Regions from separate parts of the Mus musculus genome. Here region 1 is linked to region 2. A link is a contact called in public ChIA-PET data. All regions are on one chromosome and are shown on one strand. Each heading gives the region's core, a stretch centred on a gene start, on an enhancer-like site or on the middle of the called end of the contact. The rest is flanking DNA. Distances are from core to core; before and after follow the strand shown. Region 1 overlaps 4930469K13Rik (RIKEN cDNA 4930469K13 gene). Region 2 overlaps Kcnip1 (Kv channel-interacting protein 1).

What was found. ChIA-PET counts read pairs in DNA pulled down with a chosen protein or histone mark.
Region 1: an RNA polymerase II ChIA-PET map of memory CD8 T cells shows a contact between it and region 2, with 186 read pairs. The contact joins two enhancer-like sites. A contact is called at or near these places in 2 of 115 datasets of contacts at active chromatin or transcription factors (effector CD8 T cells and memory CD8 T cells) and 1 of 9 other capture datasets (pancreatic islet).

Annotation. Positions count from the first base shown.
Region 1 is chr11:34,008,736-34,012,540 of GRCm38.p6, forward strand. All of the region lies in intron 4 of 4930469K13Rik (RIKEN cDNA 4930469K13 gene), which reads right to left. Among named protein-coding and RNA genes, the nearest start is that of Gm51857, 28 kb to the left of the region's middle. Within about 2 kb of position 1,661, at least 150 of the 459 cell types and tissues checked have an H3K27ac peak or open chromatin away from gene starts, as enhancers often do. A contact at or near this core is called in effector CD8 T cells and memory CD8 T cells, where this site is marked.
Region 2 is chr11:33,698,987-33,702,809 of GRCm38.p6, forward strand. All of the region lies in intron 1 of Kcnip1 (Kv channel-interacting protein 1), which reads right to left. Among named protein-coding and RNA genes, the nearest start is that of Gm12119, 66 kb to the left of the region's middle. Within about 2 kb of position 1,850, at least 34 of the 459 cell types and tissues checked have an H3K27ac peak or open chromatin away from gene starts, as enhancers often do. A contact at or near this core is called in effector CD8 T cells and memory CD8 T cells, where this site is marked.

The sequences.
Region 1 (3,805 bases), core at 411-2,910, 310 kb after region 2:
TCGCCTATGAGGAGCTGACTGCACAGGGCCAAGGTGAGAGACGCTTCAGCCACAGAGCACAGTCCCATAATCTCCTGGTAAGAATCGTGATGTCATGATATGGTCCAAGATGAAACGTTGGGGTTTTTATCACACCCAGACCAGCTGAAGGCTTGTAGGCTAATTGATGTTTAGCTTTGCAGAAGGCAAGTTACGTTTTCTTTGTTAAACAGACTTTCCTTTAGCTGTAGTCGAAGAGGTGAGGCGAATGAGAAGCTACTCTGCCCTCTGCTGGGGAGGAACTGCAATGTCTCAGTTAATAGCAACCGAGGAGCTAGGACTCCTGCCACCTGGGTTTGCAGGTTATCTGAGTGGCTAACCGGACTGTGGCCAGGTCTTGTTCTGGAAGCATCTTTCTAAAACATCTTGCTTTCTGTTCTTCACTGTGAGTTTGTCAGGATCAAAACCAAGGCAGCTTTTGCCATTCCTGACCAAAAAAAAAAAGAAGAGAAGAGAAGAGAAGAGAAGAGAAGAGAAGAGAAGAGGAGGGGAGGGGAGGGGAGGGGAGGGGAGGGGAGGGGAGGGGAGGGGAGGGGAGGGGAGGGGAGGGGAGGGGAGGGGAGGGGAGGGGAGGGGAGGGGAGGGGAGGGGAGGGGAGGGAAGGAAAAAGAAAAGAAACCATAGCGGAGACTTGTAAAGGCAACAGTAACGATCACTCAGTCAGAACCGCAGCTTTGCACAAAGGCCACCATGACCCTACATAAAAACGTTTCTCCAGAGATACCTGCTCAGCCACTTCCTGTCACCCACAGACTTCCATCACCCTGGCTAGTAATTCTCATGGCCAAAGTGGATTGTATTATAATATCTTCTTTACGTATCTTCAAATTTTGCCTTCAGAAGCCTTGAATCCACACACACAATGACCTGTACAGTCTGGCGGCCAGTTCTCTGTTGTGCCTAAGTTGTTGTCATTGTGCTCGTGGAGGCTGTCTGCCACTGGGCAAGACTGTGTGTCGTCTCTGGTGGCTCATGTGTGTCCCCAGAAAACCTCTGGGAGAAGTTCTTTCTAGCAAAACTTCAGCTAAGAATATCTGTTTCTAATGTTTCTTTTCTCCCCCAAAACCGGGCCCAGGTTTCTCTCTGATCTCTAGGTTCAGGAAGGTGTCTTTTGTTGACTGGTGACTGTTTGAAACTCTGTCTTCCTGTGGTTTCACCAGCCGGTGCTGTTGTTTTCCACTCTCCTGATGCTGGGATTGGCGCAATGCTCTCGGCCCACCCTGTGACTCAGTGGTGGAGAGAGGGCTCTGCTTCCTCAAGGAGCTGCTAAGAGTATTGGTCAACCTCACTATCACCAGGGAGTGTCTCTGAGGTAGACTCTGAGTAGCCTAGGAGGGAGGCTGCCAGCAGAACTGACCCCCGCCCCCACACCCCAGGCCAGCAAGCAGGTCAGAGCTGCAACTGCTTCTAGACTCCTCACTGCCTACCCTGTGAGCTGAAGGACCAGGATGGCAGGAGGCACATCGAAGCGTTTGCACTGGAGAAAGGAAAGGAATCAGAAGAGGTCTGATCAGAACCTTCATGACAGTTCACCTCCCTGTCTTCCAGGGAACCACAGGGCCAGCCCCTAAGGGCGGTCACCTCCCCAGCAGGCCTCATCTCCTCTCCCACTGTGATGCAATGGAGGAAAGAGTGTCCACGTCATTCTCTTCTCTGCTTAGATTGTCCTGATGTGGGCCAAGGAGAGCACTGACAGTCCTCACCACTTCCTTCACAACCTGGGGTTTTAGGAACGTGGGATGGGCTGAAGAGGGAGGCAGGGGGGGCTGGAGGGTGCTGTGGGGCTCCTTCACCTTCTCTCTCCAAAGGCTGCTGCTCCCAGGGAAAGTTTGGAAACCTCAGAGCAATTGAGGTGCCAAATATTAATGGCATGCTCCCCTTCCCATGCCCTATCGTTGAATGCAGATACAAGAACCTCCTTCCTACTCTGACTCTGCAGACTCTTGTAAAGGACCCCCTGCTGCTCACATTCCTTCTCTGCTAGCCCAGCTGCACCCATAAGTCCCAGGCCCTGCAGATTTCAAGACCTTGACTGGGGAAACAACATCCTTTCTGGGAACAGGGAACATGCTCCTCCCAGACTGTCAAACAGTTGTCGGGTGGGAATTTCCCTTGGGGTTAGGACCACATCTTCTCAGTAACTTCCTCTGGCCTCAAACAGTACAAGTCTTGTGCCCCAAACAAAATGGAATTGCCTGTGACTCATATCCAGCCCTAGCTTTTGAGAAATCTACTTCCTGAGGTTGGGGGCTGGAAGTGTAGAAGTGAGTGTGTGCATGTGTGCTGAGTGAGAGAGCGCGTGTGCTCTGGGAGTCTTCCAGAGGAAGCAGCTGCATTCTAGCGTCTGGGCTGGGGAATTCTAGCTTTAAACCATCTGTTTTCTTACAAGGTTGTCCTCTGGCACCTCCCAAACATGTCTAGACATTTTACCTTTATTATTATTTTTTTGTTTTGTTTTGTTTTATTTTATTTATTTATTTATTTATTTATTTATTTATTTATTTATTTATTTATTATATGTAAGTACTCTGTAGCTGTCTTCAGACACTCCAGAAGATGGCATCAGATTTCATTACGGATGGCTGTTAGCCACCATGTGGTTGCTGGGATTTGAACTCAGGACCTTTGGAAGAGCAGTCGGTGCTCTTAACCGCTGAGCCATCTCACCAGCCCCTTACCTTTATTATTATGAGTTATTTATTTACATGCTTTTGGTAGTGTGCGTTCATGTATATGCATGTGCAGACATGTGTCAGTAGAAATGTAGAAGTCAGCTTATCACTTCTTTCTGTCTACCATGTGGGCACTGGGAATTGAACCCAGGTCCTCAGCCTTAGCAGCAAGCACCTTTACCCACTAAGCCATCTCACCACTCCTCTATTTATTTTCTATTTTCTGTGTATGGATGCTTTCCCCTGTGTATATATGTGCACTGTGTGTGTGTGTGTGTGTGTGTGTGTGTGTGTGTGTGTGTGTGTAACTGGAGTCACAGATGGTTGAGAATTGGTGCTGGGAATTGAACCTAGGTCCTCTGTAACAGCAATAGTGCCCATCCCTTCCCTCTCTTTTTATTTATTTATTTTTCTTAAGGAGAAGAAAAACAAAGTAGAACTACATGAAAACAGAGAAGAAGCAGGCCATGTACCCCTGAAGTAAATTTCCCACAGGCAGTGGGAATGGAGAGATGTCTGTAAGGCAGCCTGCAGTCTGAGGCTTCGAGCCTCTCAGTTCTCAGCTCCCTCATCAGTCTTGGATTCCATGCCCAGTGGAGAAGAAGCCAGAGGGCCCTCTGTGAGGGCGCTGCCACTTGCTTAGGAGGCAGCCCTGCTGGTGTTGGCCAGGGTATGTTCTGAGGGAATCAGGTTTGAAGCTGTTTTCGTTTTGCATATTGTTATTGCTGCAACAAGGAAATGTCAGTAGGGAGAAAGACAAAATGGGGAACTGAGACACATGGGAGTTTTGGCATTTTCTTTATTCTCTCCCCCTCCCCCTCCCTTTCCCTCTCCCCCTTCCTCTCCTTCTGTGTATCCCTGGCTGGCCTGGAACTCACTGTGTAGACCAGGCTAGTTTCTGACTCCCTAGTGGATTTTTGAAACACTGTTAGAACAATGAAGCTTTCTGATGGCTTAGCCAAACTTCAGCATCTGTCTTAGTACAAGAAAAGAAAGGGGCTCATGCCTGTCAACATCTGCTTTGTAAGAATCTAACAGAACCACATTATCTAATCTTCCTCTCTCAAACTCAGACGTGCTTGCCTCTCCCTTTC
Region 2 (3,823 bases), core at 600-3,099:
TCTCTTTCCTCTACCTCCTAGTTGCCATGGGAACCCTCCATTGGACCAGATTCTGAGATGAACCACAGTACTCTTCATGTGGCTCTCACTTATGCTAAATGCATATCCTGTGAGCATCACTGGCTGGATGTCCAGGCTCTGTGTCCAGGTCTCAAACTGAGCACATTCCCCTGTTGGAGGTGGGCAGGAGTATGAAGGCACAGAGCTACTGGGTGGGGTGGAGGGCTGATCAAGAGCATAGAGCTGCATCTTGGCAAGGTTCTATGGACCACATGAGGAAGAAACGGGACCAGAACTATCCCCTCTGCCCTCTATCCCCCTTCCTTTATCCTGTCTAGAGACAGGCGTCAGACATGGGTCTGAAATTTGGGTATGTACAGGACACTAGCAGTAGGGCAGGGACATGGCAGACACTAGCAACATGCTCCCCTTGCCTGGGGTCTTTAGCTGCCACCCAGCTAGTCTAGGCTGAAGAGAAGAGCAAATCTCATTAGTTAGGCCTTTCCTTCCAGAAGCCATAAATCAAAAGTGTTCTGGTCTCAACCCAACTGGCACCACAATGTAATTTACTTTTAAGCAGACGAATGAGTATTTTGTATAAAAATCATTCTCCTTTAAATATTAAGGGGTGGAGCTTTCCTATTTTCTTTCCAATGGCTTTTATTATGTCTTGAGGGCAAAGACTTCCAATTTCAGGATGGAAATCAATGAGAAACATGATCAAATTTCAGAAACATGGTGTTACAACCAGTGGTTTTGGACTGTGTCTGGGATTCTGAAGGCTGTATTTATTCTCTCCACGACACACACTGACTCCTTGAGACAACAGAATCCAGTATTCCTTCATGTCAGTGATGTGCACACTTTTTTGAGAGCAGAGACATTTTGATATGAGCATATATATACATATGTGTGTGTGTGTGTTTGGTATTTTCTTGCAACCACTTCTGTGAATCATGGTAAGGAATGAATGAACTCAGCTTGAGTAAACAGCTAGAGAGAGAGAGAGAGAGAGAGAGAGAGAGAGAGAGAGAGAGAGAGAGAGAGAGAGAGAAGGGGAGGGGAGGGGAGGGGAGGGGAGAAGGGGAGCTGAGAAGGGGAGGGGAGGGAGGAGAGGGGAGGGGAGGGGAAAGGAGAAGAGAAGAGAAGAGAAGAGAAGAGAAGAGAAGAGAAGAGAAGAGAAGAGGAAAGAGACAGACAGAGAGCAGAAAGGGGAGAGAGACACAGAGAGAGCCAGAGAGACAGACAGAGAGAGAGAAGCTGTGATCATTTAAACTTGGAAGTCCCAAGAGGCCAAGAAAAAGTCCAGGGTGTCTTTAGGAAATGAAGAAAGATAAGACACAAGTGATGTAACAGGACAAAGTTTCTCTAAGGATCAAAGTTCCAAAGTTCTGAACACAGGACAAGAGTGGCCAGAAGTTTGTTCACAGTCAGTTCTGGATAAAAGGCAAAATGCTCCCTGAATTGTGAGTGTTCACTGCTCTCACTTCAATAAAGCTTTGAAATTTCAAACAACTAAGACTCCTGGGAGCTTTCAGGAGATCTCTTTCTACAGAAACTGGGAGAAAGAGAGGGAGATTTTCTCAGTCTCCTGTGCAACAGGATTTTGGTTCCCTGTCCCTCAATCTCCTGGTGACCACACATGGTGTTCATGTAAGGCCTGGGTCCTGCACTCTCCTCTGTGTCCTTCCACAACTGCCCACACCTTTGTCCAGAATCACTGCAAGCTATCCACCTTGGATTCTGTCTGTTTCTTGTCAGGCTCCTGAGAGACTCTTGACATACACAGGTCATTGTTACCATGCAGACATAAAGGATGACAACGCTGGGAAGTCCCCTTGAGAGGATGTGGCTTACCAGGTGGCTCTTCTTTGGGTTAAAAAGTGAATGGCGTCAGCTGCTTGCCTGTATTTGAGAGGTGTTAAATGTGTGTATGTGAGAAGTGCAGCTCCATCCTTGAGTGATGCTAGCACTGGAATTCCTGTCTCAGTGTTGTGATGCTGAGCCCACATATCACCCCGCCCACACAGAGAACGGAAGCCTCAAAGCTTTGGCAAGTGCAGCTAAGCTTTCTTCTCAGCTCCTGCCAGCCCTGAGGGTTTTGGGAAATGTGTGTTTGATCCTCTGCTTCTAAGGCAGTCATTCTCAGCCTGTAGGTCTGACCTCTCTAGAGGTCGAATGATCCTTTCACAGGGGTCACATATCAGATATCCTGCATATCAGATATCTACATTTTGATTCACAACAGTAGCAAATTCGTAGTTATGAAGTAGCAATGAAATCATTTTATGGCTGAGGGTCACCACAACATGAGGAATTGTATTAAAGGGTCACAGTATTAAAAACCACTGTTCTAAGGGGGTGTAGTCTCTGGGAAGCTCTGGCAAGATCTAGCAGAGTATTGCTCTCTGGCTTCCTCCCTGTTGGGGTGTGAGCAATAAACAACAGGGTGCTACTGGAGGCCTCAGGTCTTGCTGGGCAGCACTGGCCTGCAGAGCATGCTCTCTGGGTTCTGCCCTTTAGTTTCAGGATGGCCATAGGTGTCCTTCCTGGAGCATCCTATTCTCTGTGTGTGTGTCTCTAAACCTTTACTGTACCTACATGCACAGCCCTGGGAGAAAACATCTGTTAATTTAGCATTGTTCTCAGACCCTGACCACTACATTCACCAGCATTTTTGCAATTATTTCCCCTTTTTACTTGGTCCATTTCAAAACACAGGGTACCTCAGGGAGGGGTTGTGAGGGGGAGGGGCTGTGACAGGGAGGGGCTGTGAGGGGGAGGGGCTGTGAGGGGGAGGGGCTTTGACAGGGAGAGGCTATGACAGGAAGGGGCTGTGATGTGGAGGGGCTGTGACAGGGAGGGGCTATGACAGGGAGGGGCTGAGACAGGGAGGGGCTTTGACAGGGAGGGACTGTGACAGGGAGGGGCTGTGACAGAGAGGGGCTGTGACAGAGAGGGGCTGTGATGGGGAGGGGCTGTGACAGAGAGGGGCTGTGACAGAGAGGGGTTGTAAGGGGGAGGGACTGTGACAGGGAGGGGCTGTGATGGGGAGGGGCTGTGACAGAGAGGGGTTATGAGGGGGAGGGGCTGTGACAGGGAGGGGCTTTGACAGGGAGGGACTGTGACAGGGAGGGGCTGTGACAGGGAGGGGCTATGATGGGGAGGGTTTGGGACAGGGAGGGGCTGTGAGGGGGCGGGGCTGGGACAGGGAGGGGCTGTGACAGGGAGGGGATATGACAAGTAGGATCTGTTACAGAGAGGGGCTGTGATGGGGAGGGGCTGTGATGAGGAGGGGCTGTGACAGGGAGGGACTATGACAGGGAGAGTGAACAAAACACCAGCAAATGAGCCTGGATTTGTTTTCGAAAGACTCAGAACCCAGAACTGGGAAAGGATGTGAAGCCAAGAATAAATACCTCAGGTCCAGACATGAGAAGGTGGATGTGTTGCTCACTGTTTCTCTTGAAAATTGGGGATCATCGAGGAAAGGGGATGAGACAGAAAAGTCACGGAGGTGCTCTTGGGTTAGTCAACATTCTGGGAGAGTTGAGAAGACCTCCAGTAGAAAATGGCAACATAGTCTGTTGGGTGGCTTGGAGAGGCAAGGCAGACTCAGAGGTCAAACTTTCCAGATGGGGCAGCAGGGGATAGAGTAGTCGTTCAGGGGTGGCTGTGCTTAGAGATTAGTAAACTTCTCTCTCAGTAGAGAGTGTGCTGGGTAGGAGGTAGATGTGGGCTAGGTGACAGAGTCGGACGAATTCCCAAGTGGCTCAGCTCTATGGGAGCTTCCAAGGAAGCCTTTTGTTTGTTTGTTTGTTTG